Linked DNA regions of Mus musculus: region 2 is linked to region 1. The links are chromatin contacts, called in public Micro-C maps. All regions are on one chromosome and are shown on one strand. The core of a region is the stretch at or near the end of the contact, and the rest is flanking DNA. Distances in the headings are between cores, read along the strand shown. Region 1 holds the start of Cavin1 (caveolae associated 1). Region 2 holds the start of Ubtf (upstream binding transcription factor, RNA polymerase I).

Evidence for each region. Hi-C and Micro-C count contacts between places; a contact is called where the count stands out from the background.
Region 2: a contact with region 1 is called in a Micro-C map of the HL-1 cell line, with 12 times the contacts expected there. The contact joins the promoter of Ubtf here to the promoter of Cavin1 in region 1.

What each region holds. Positions count from the first base shown.
Region 1 is chr11:100,968,769-100,972,747 of GRCm38.p6, forward strand. It overlaps Cavin1 (caveolae associated 1), which reads right to left and starts at 1,849. Exons shown (of 2, transcript NM_008986.2): 1 at 1,222-1,849. The coding sequence starts at 1,698.
Region 2 is chr11:102,316,915-102,320,893 of GRCm38.p6, forward strand. Ubtf (upstream binding transcription factor, RNA polymerase I) reads right to left here and starts at 2,182. Exons shown (of 21, transcript NM_011551.7): 1 at 1,934-2,182.

The DNA.
Region 1 (3,979 bases), core at 599-3,098:
GAAGGTCCTCATCTCACATCACATGGTTACTCTGGGGCATCTTAATCAAGAAAGTCTCTGAGCTTGGTGATCACAGCCCCTTTACAAAGATCTTTGAAGGTAGAGCACGTTTCCATTCCCTTCAGGAGCATAAACTAACCCTACAACCATCACTCCTATTAGGAGTAGAAGCATCAACTAGGCCCAAGCAGGAGGACGCAGAGCTCAGCACATTCCCTCCCAGGGAAAGAGCACTAAGTCCACACTCAGCTCAGCCTTACTCTCAAGGGGGTCAGGGATGGGGAGCGCAGGGACAAATCTGCACTGCACTGACTCTCAGATGCTTTAGGGGTTAAGATATCACAGTTATATCCAGGCTGGAGGAACCCAGAAAGGTGCAAAGAATGCAACGGGTGGAGCCCGTGGAGTGCGGCAGCCTCCACCCACCAGCACCTTCACAGCTCGGGACATGGCCCCCGCAATCATGCGGGGGTGGGGTGATTCACTGCGCCCAGACCGCCACCTCCACCCGCCCCACTTACACTCCTAACGCCCACCCTACCTGCCCCACCCGCTCCCAGCAGGCGCCAAGGGCGCCCGCGCACTGCAAGACCCTTGGGAACTGAAAGTGCCTGGAGGCCAGGGGCAGATCGCGGCCTAGGGACATGCGTGGGTAGCCGAGGTTGGTGCGGGGGCGCGGGGATAGGGTGTGGGGGGCTGACGATCGTGTCCCTTGCATGGCGCCCCCGCCACTGCGTGCCTGAGCCCTGAATCACCCGCTATATCGGGCCCGCAGCGCCGGAGGCCCCAGGTCCCGGGCCCCACCTTTAGTGTCTGCTTACAGAGGGGCATACAGAGACCACCAGAGACCTCGGGCATTCCCTCCCTTTTCCCTCTCTCCGCCCCACCAAAAAAAAAACTTCCTCCAAGTGGAAAGGCGTTTGACAGAGACAAGCTGGGAGCATTCAGCGTTCCCAAGTCTAGCCCGCTAACTTTTCCGATAGGAGTTAGAGACCGTGGGGAGGAGCCTGGAGAGGAAGGCGCAGGGTGCGCCCCTCTGTGAGCCCCAAGAGTTTGCCACTCCCTAAACCCCACTCCAACTGGGTTCACAGGAAGGGGGGAGGAGCTCCTGACCGCTCTCACCAGGCCGGGCTGGCGGAGAGACGAGCCTCGGCCGGGTGTCCCCACCCGGATCCCAGGCCGGGACCCCAGCTCTGGGCGCGGTCCGCCCCGCGGGCTCACCTGGTAGATCATGACTTTGAAGTTGCGGCGCCTCAGCAGCTCCGCCTCGTTGACCTCCAGTTTCTTTATCTGGCCGGCCTGGCGCTCCAGGCTGCCGCGCACGGTCTTCACGTTGACGCTGACCTTGCGCACCTTCTCCAGCAACTTGCTCACGGTGTTGCTCGTGGTGGCGTGCGCCTTGCCCAGCTTGCTCAGCTCTCCCTGGATGCTCTGCACAGCGCCCTCCATCTCCGCCTGTCGCTCCTCCAGCTGGGCTTGGGTCAGCTGGATCTGGTCAACGGCGCCGATGATTTTATCCAGAAGGCTCAGCACCAGCACACCGTTCACCTGGTCCGACTTGATCAGCTCGTCGGAGCCGGTCCCCGACGGCTCCTCCGTGGCCCGCGCCTCCCCTTGGGTGGGCTCCGGGCCCTCTGAGGAAGCATCGGGAAATCCGGAATACGGCCGCTCAACGATATGGAGCGTGACATCCTCCATGGCTTCCCGGAGCCGTGCGGGGCCGACCGGGTGGAACTGGAGCGGGAGACCGGGAGAGAAGGAGGAGCGAGAGACTGGACAGCGAGCAGGAGCCCAGAGCGGAGGAAACTCGAGCCACGTCCGTGCGCACCGGGACTCTAGCCAGAACTGTGGGGCGGGGAATCTGCGAGTTGCCCGGCTCCTAGACCAAACCCGGAGTCCCGTCGGCCATTGGCTGGCCCCACCCCAGAAAGGGAGGAACCGGGGCAGGAGGGGAGACCAACCCCGGAGGGGCAGCAGAGGGGAACCCAAGAGCTGGGCGCCCCACCCTGTTCAGGATGGTTGGAATAGTTGGAGCGGGAGTCTAGGGCCCCCCTTGGCAGTGGAGGCTGCGGCAGCGGGACTGGGGCAGAGGAATGTGAGCTGCGGAAAGGAATTAGGTCTTCGGAGTGTGCTCTACTCTTTCTCTTTCCTCACCCACAAACCCACTCCAGCCTTTTAAGATCAAGCTGAGGTCCAAATGGCGCGTGAATTGGGTGTAAACGAGTAGTTTGTGTCTATGCCTCATGTCCTTGGAGGATCCTTGCCCTATACAATCTTTTTCAAAGATTTGGGGGTCTGCCCCCATCGTCTATCTATACACTGAGTTACCACTGTCCCCCAAATCTTGTGGGGTTGTTAGTGAGAGAGAGGGAAGAGATGAAATGACAGAAAGGGTGACGGCCTAGAAAGGGCCTCTAGGTTTCTCTTAGAATTGTAAGGACAGGGCATGATTAAGGCGAGAAGTAAATTATAAAGTAAAAGCTTTTGGTCACTTCTCCCAGGGCCCCCTCCAGCAGATATCTAGCTAATTCTAAGAATGTGAGCGTCGGACTCGTTCTTCCCTTGGGTTCTCGGATATTAGGTGAGCATTCAGGGAGATCACGGAACCCCATCTCTTTACCTAGCAGAGAAAAGAAGGCCAAGAGGAGGCAGGTGGCTCTCCAGGGTTCACTCCAGGTTACTGTTGCCATCTGTTCTTAGCTCCAGGTCTCTGAACTCCACCGGTACTCAGTACCTTTCCCTGGGGCAGGAATTGGGGCAACTATAGCGGTACTACCGAATGGGGAAGCGAACAGTTTTCTTCATGGTGCTGAACACCAAGGAGCTGGCAGTTCTGAGCAGGCGCAGAAAAGTCCTTAGCACAGACGTCTAGAGACACAGGCTGCCCTGTGTCTCTAGACACAGGCCCTCAGCAATCCCTGGAGCCACCCCAATTCCCTTTCCCACAGAGATACTGAAAACCTTTTCCCTGATTAGGAAACCAGGCTTGGGGTTCCCCGCCTGGATGGGTTCTCGGCAAAAGGTCACTTCTAGTCTGGTGCCCACCCTCCTTAAGTTAAACGCTGCTCTGTGGAGACTCGAGGGTCGTCGATCTAATCAATCAATTCACCAACGTGTGGAGCAGATTGCCATATAGGGTATAGAACTTTAGGGACCTCTGAATAAAACAGCAATCCCCCAACACACCAATTGGTTTTCTCACTTGAGGTTAAAGAAGAGAGACCCTCAGGCGAGAGTGGCGACGCACGCCTTTAGTCCCAGCCATTGGGAAGCAGAGGCAGGCAGATCTCTGAGTTCGAGGCCAGCCTAGTCTACATAGTGAGATTCAGGATAGCCAGGACTACACAGAGAAACCCTGTCTTGAAAGACAAAACAAAAAAAAAGAGTGAACTTCTGCATACAATTGAATATTTGCCAGGTGTGATGGGATACCTTTGATCAAAGCACTTGGAAGGCAGACAGGCAGATGTCTATGAGTTCGACAGCATCTTGGTCTACATAGCTAGTTCTGGGCCAGCCAGAGCTATACACTGATACCCTGTCTCAAAAACAAAACAAATGGGGAAACAAACAAACAAAATAAACTACATGTTTTATAACCATCACAATGGGCAGATTACCAACTTTTTAAAAGAAAGAAAGAAAGAGAGAGAGAGAGAGAGAGAGAGAGAGAGAGAGAGAGAGAGAGAAAGAGAGAGAGAAGAAAAGAAAAAAAGGGGACTGGAGAGATTGCTCAGTGGTTACAGGTGCTTACTACTCTTACACAGAACCCAAGTGTGGTTCTCAATAACCACAGTTCCTCTGGGTACAGAGAATCCGATGTCCTCTCTTCTGCCCTCCACTGGCACCTGCACACACACACACACTAAATAAGTAAATAATTAAATAATTTAAGGAAATTATAGCAATTAAATTTTTTTTCTATTAAGAACTGATAATGCTTTAAGAAAAAAGAATGTCAGGAGAAAGCCTTACTGGA
Region 2 (3,979 bases), core at 932-3,431, 1.3 Mb after region 1:
CGGCCGGTTCCCCCCGCCTCCGCAACCCGGCGGGGACCCGGACGCCGCGCAGCCGCCGCCAGCCCGGGAGCGCAGCGGCCGGACCGCCCCCGGGGACTAGATCTGGATTCCCGCTGCTACCCCCCTCCCGACCTCCCAACGCGGTCCCCGCCTGTCCGGGCAGGCGAGCAGTCGGAGAAGCGGCCTAGCTTGTCCCCCGTCCCCGAACCACCCGGGGCCGGAGACGCCGCCGCCACCACCCAGCCACCCCAACACGCACGGAAGAAACCCGGCGCAGAGGCGCGACCGCGGCGGGAACGGCCGCCTCCTCCCCGAGCCTGCGGCCCAGCCCTGCCGGCGCCCCCGCCCCGGCCTCCGGGGAGCCGAGCCAAGCAGAGGGCGGGAGGACGGCGGCCGCGAGGCGGGGGCGCTTCGCTCACCGGCCCCGCCGCCCCCTCCGGCGGCCGGCGAGAACTGCGCCTGTCGGCCGGAGAAACGCGGGCTCCTCCACCCGGGGCCTCACTTGGGCCTCGCTTCCTGCCCTTCCTACCCCCGGCTCACGGCGCCCTTCCCCGTTCCCTGATCATCTTGTCTACAGTTCTCCCGGTATCGCCACTCGGCGTCTACCGCAGCCGCGGCTCGCTCCCTAGCCCCGGCCCCGGCGCACGTCCTCCGCCGCCTCGGTTACCCGGCGCAGCGCGGCCTCTGAGCTCCCCGCTCCGGCGGCTCCCTTCTCGGCTCTGAGCGCGGCGCCCTCCCCCGCTCGGCCGGGCACAGCCGCAACTCCCTCCCGCGGCGGCAGCGGCTCCTCCTCCGGGCGCGGCGGCGGCGCTGGGGCGGCGGCTGCTGCTGCTGCTGTGGCGGCGGCGGCTGTGGCTGCTGCCTGCTGCTCCTCGCGGCGAAAAGCACAAAGCACAGCGCCCTCCGCCTGCAGGCAGCCCGCCCGCCCGCCCGCCGGCCCCGGCCTCAGCTCGCACACCCCCCGCCGCCGCAGCAGCCTCCGCCGCCGGAGCGGGGAGGAGGGAGAAGGGAGGAGGAGGAGCGGGAGGGGGGGCGGGAGAAGCGGGGCAGCGAGCGCGTCCTTCCCCGTAGAGCGCACACCGACCCCCGGGGAGCGAGCGCCAGCCCGCCCGCCTCGCCGGCTCCGCTCCCTCCCACAGCCTGCCCGGGCGGGCTCCGCGGGGGGCAGCTGGGAGGAGGGGCGGGCGCTGGGGGGACCCGGGCGGCCGAGGCGGAGGCAAGGAAGGAGGGGAGGGGGGTGGTGGTAGTGGCGGCGGCGGCTGCTGCTGTTGCTGCCGCCGGGGAAGGGGGGGGCCGGGACAGGGAAGACACGCAGCCGCCCGGATGGCGGCGGGGCTGCGAGCCGAGGCGGGCGAGCAAGCGGGCGGCTAAAGCGACCTCGCCAGCCCCGCGGGGGAACTAGCAGGCTTGGCCGGCGCGGGAGGAAGGGAGGGCCGAGGTGCGGCGGTGGAGAGGGTGGCCGGCGAGCCTCGCGGGTGCCGGCAACCCTGCTCTGGAGCTCTCTTCCAGGCTCTCCCAGCTTAAGCTCGGTTTCCCGGCCTAGTCCTCATCTGCTCCTCTCTCCCGCCTCCGGGAGCGGGCTAGCGACCACCCTGGTCCCCGGAGCGTGGCTACCGGCTTGGGACTCACGCTCCCGGATCGCGGTGCGAGGTTTCGGCGCCTACCTCTCGGTTCCCTTATGCTCCGCAGAACACCCGTGAAACTTAAAATATATATTCTTAGTCCCCTAAACAACAAAAACCTCTCCCGTCCCTCCTCACACCCGGGAATCGGCCAGGAGCTGCCGACCCCAGCGGAAGAGTCACTCTGGGAGCCGGTTCAATCCAGCCCGGCATGGCTATCCAGGCCTTCCCGGGCGCGTGGAGGACGGAGATTGGCGCCGCCAGAGAGCAACCCCTTTCCCCCGAAATCCGCGGCACCGAGGCTTACTTACCGAGCAAGTGGGTGCTAGTGAGGGCCGGGGGCGCCAGGCAGCACGGCAAGCGGAAGAGCCGAGCCGCAGCTCCGCAGCTGCCGGCGCCCGGGCAGCGAGTCTCCAGACAAAGCCCGAGATGGCGAAGCGGAGCGACGGCTAATGGCGAGCCCCACGCGCCGCGCTCCGCCCGCCCCGCTCCGCCCGCCCGCCCGCCCGCCTCGGCGCAGCGCAGCGCAGCGCCGCTCCGAGCGCTCGCCCGTCAGAGCCGCCTTGGCGCCGCCGCCTCCCGGGCCGCCCCGGCCTCGCCTGGCCCCTCCGCCTCCTCCGGGCGGCTCAGCCTCACCCCTTCCCTCCCACCGCTCGGGGGCTGCACGAAATTTTAAAAAAAGGAATAGTAAAAAAAAAAAAAAAAAATGTTTTTTGCTTTTTTTTTTTTTTCCAAGGCAGATGTTTTTCGACATTTAGCTCTTTTTTGGCTCCCAGCTCCCACTCACCTGCGGGGCCTCCGGCAGGGCTGGGGGCGGGGGTGCGCGGGGCTGGAGCCGCCGAGCGCGGGTTGAAAGCTAGCCAAGCTCTGCAGCGCCCGACCCGGGCGTGTACGCCGCCGCCAGTCCCCGCAGAGAAATCGTCCTCCTACCCCCGCCTCCATCGCTCTGCGTTTCTCTTCCAATCAGCCGGTCGCTTGGCGGCTCCTCCAGTCTCCGGCCAAGCCAGCTGCCTAGAGCGAGCTCCACTCCATCTGCTTGCCCGACTCCTCGCTCTCCTGTCGGGGCGGGCAAGGCAGCTTGAGGCCGGAGGGGGATCTGTGAGGGATCCTGCCTGCTCCCTCTCCCATTGCTCCATCCTTGCTGTCTCCTGCCTCCTCCTCTCCTGCGTTTTTCCAACTCTCCCCTGTCGCCACTGGTGTGTGTCTGTGTGCGCAGGTTTTCTCTCTCTCTCTTTTTTTTTTTTTTTTTATTGCTTTGCTTTTGCAACCCTGAAGCTAAAGCGGGATGGGGGCGAAGGGGAATGTTACAAAAAAGAAAAAGGGAAAAAAAAAAGCCTCCTAGGTTTGCAACGTATGAAAATACCCGGGAAGTACCCCGCCTCGTTTGGGTCTCGGTGCCCGGCGAGGGCCTTCCGGATTTCAGAGCCAGTCTTGGGTTGTTCTCGATGTCCCCCATCTTCACCGGCCGTATGATCCGAGGAGTTAAGAACAAAAAGTTCACCCCTGTGTCGTAGTAGGGTGTCAGTGGGAGTTGGGGAGGTTTTTCAAGAAGCAGCGGAACGGCCATCCCTTTACCCTGGGCTTCAGTAACTAGGCCGCGACCGGGGTAGGGGTTTAGAGCAAAATCCCAGCGCGTTTGTGCGAAAGAGCTGGAAGGGGGAAGTCGGAACCGGGAACGGAGCTTCGTGCGTCTCCCCCTCGGTCTCTGCTTCCAGTTGCCTGCAAGCTCCCCCTTTAATTTTTTTTTTTTCTCCTCCTTTCCTTTAATCTAATTTCTTCCAACTCCACCTTTGTTGTTACCGGCGTCACGCCTGGATCAGCCAATCCCCTTCTCGCAATCAGCTTGTCAAAAAGGCTTGGCCAGCCCTGAGAAAGCAGGCCGCGGGCGCTGTCCCCCCACCCCGGCGACGACGGGGAGCCCACAAGAGAGCTCCGCACCCCGGTTTAAGGCAGGATTTGAGCAGCCCGGCAACCACAGATCTAACCTCCCGTATTCCACCATCCAGCAAGTCTGGGGAGAAAAGGCCTGGGCGTGTGCCGCTTTTTAACCTCCCACTGCCATCGGTTCTAGTGGTCTTTACCTCCCCTGCTAGTGGGCTGAAGGGATATCAGGATTAGTTGTAGGGAGGCAGAAGGCAATGTGAAGGACGCTGGTTTCCACCAGGTCGGCCCACGCTTGGTTTGTGTCATCACTCCCCGGGACACGCCATGGCTCCTGGCTCCTCGGGCTGCCACAATAACACTGCTGTTGCTCACATCTCAGCCAGCTGGGTCGCACAGTCTCTTTGGACCATTTCTTGGCACACTGCCTTCTCCATCCACAGTTTCGTTGCTGGTGTAATTCCTCTTGTCTCCTG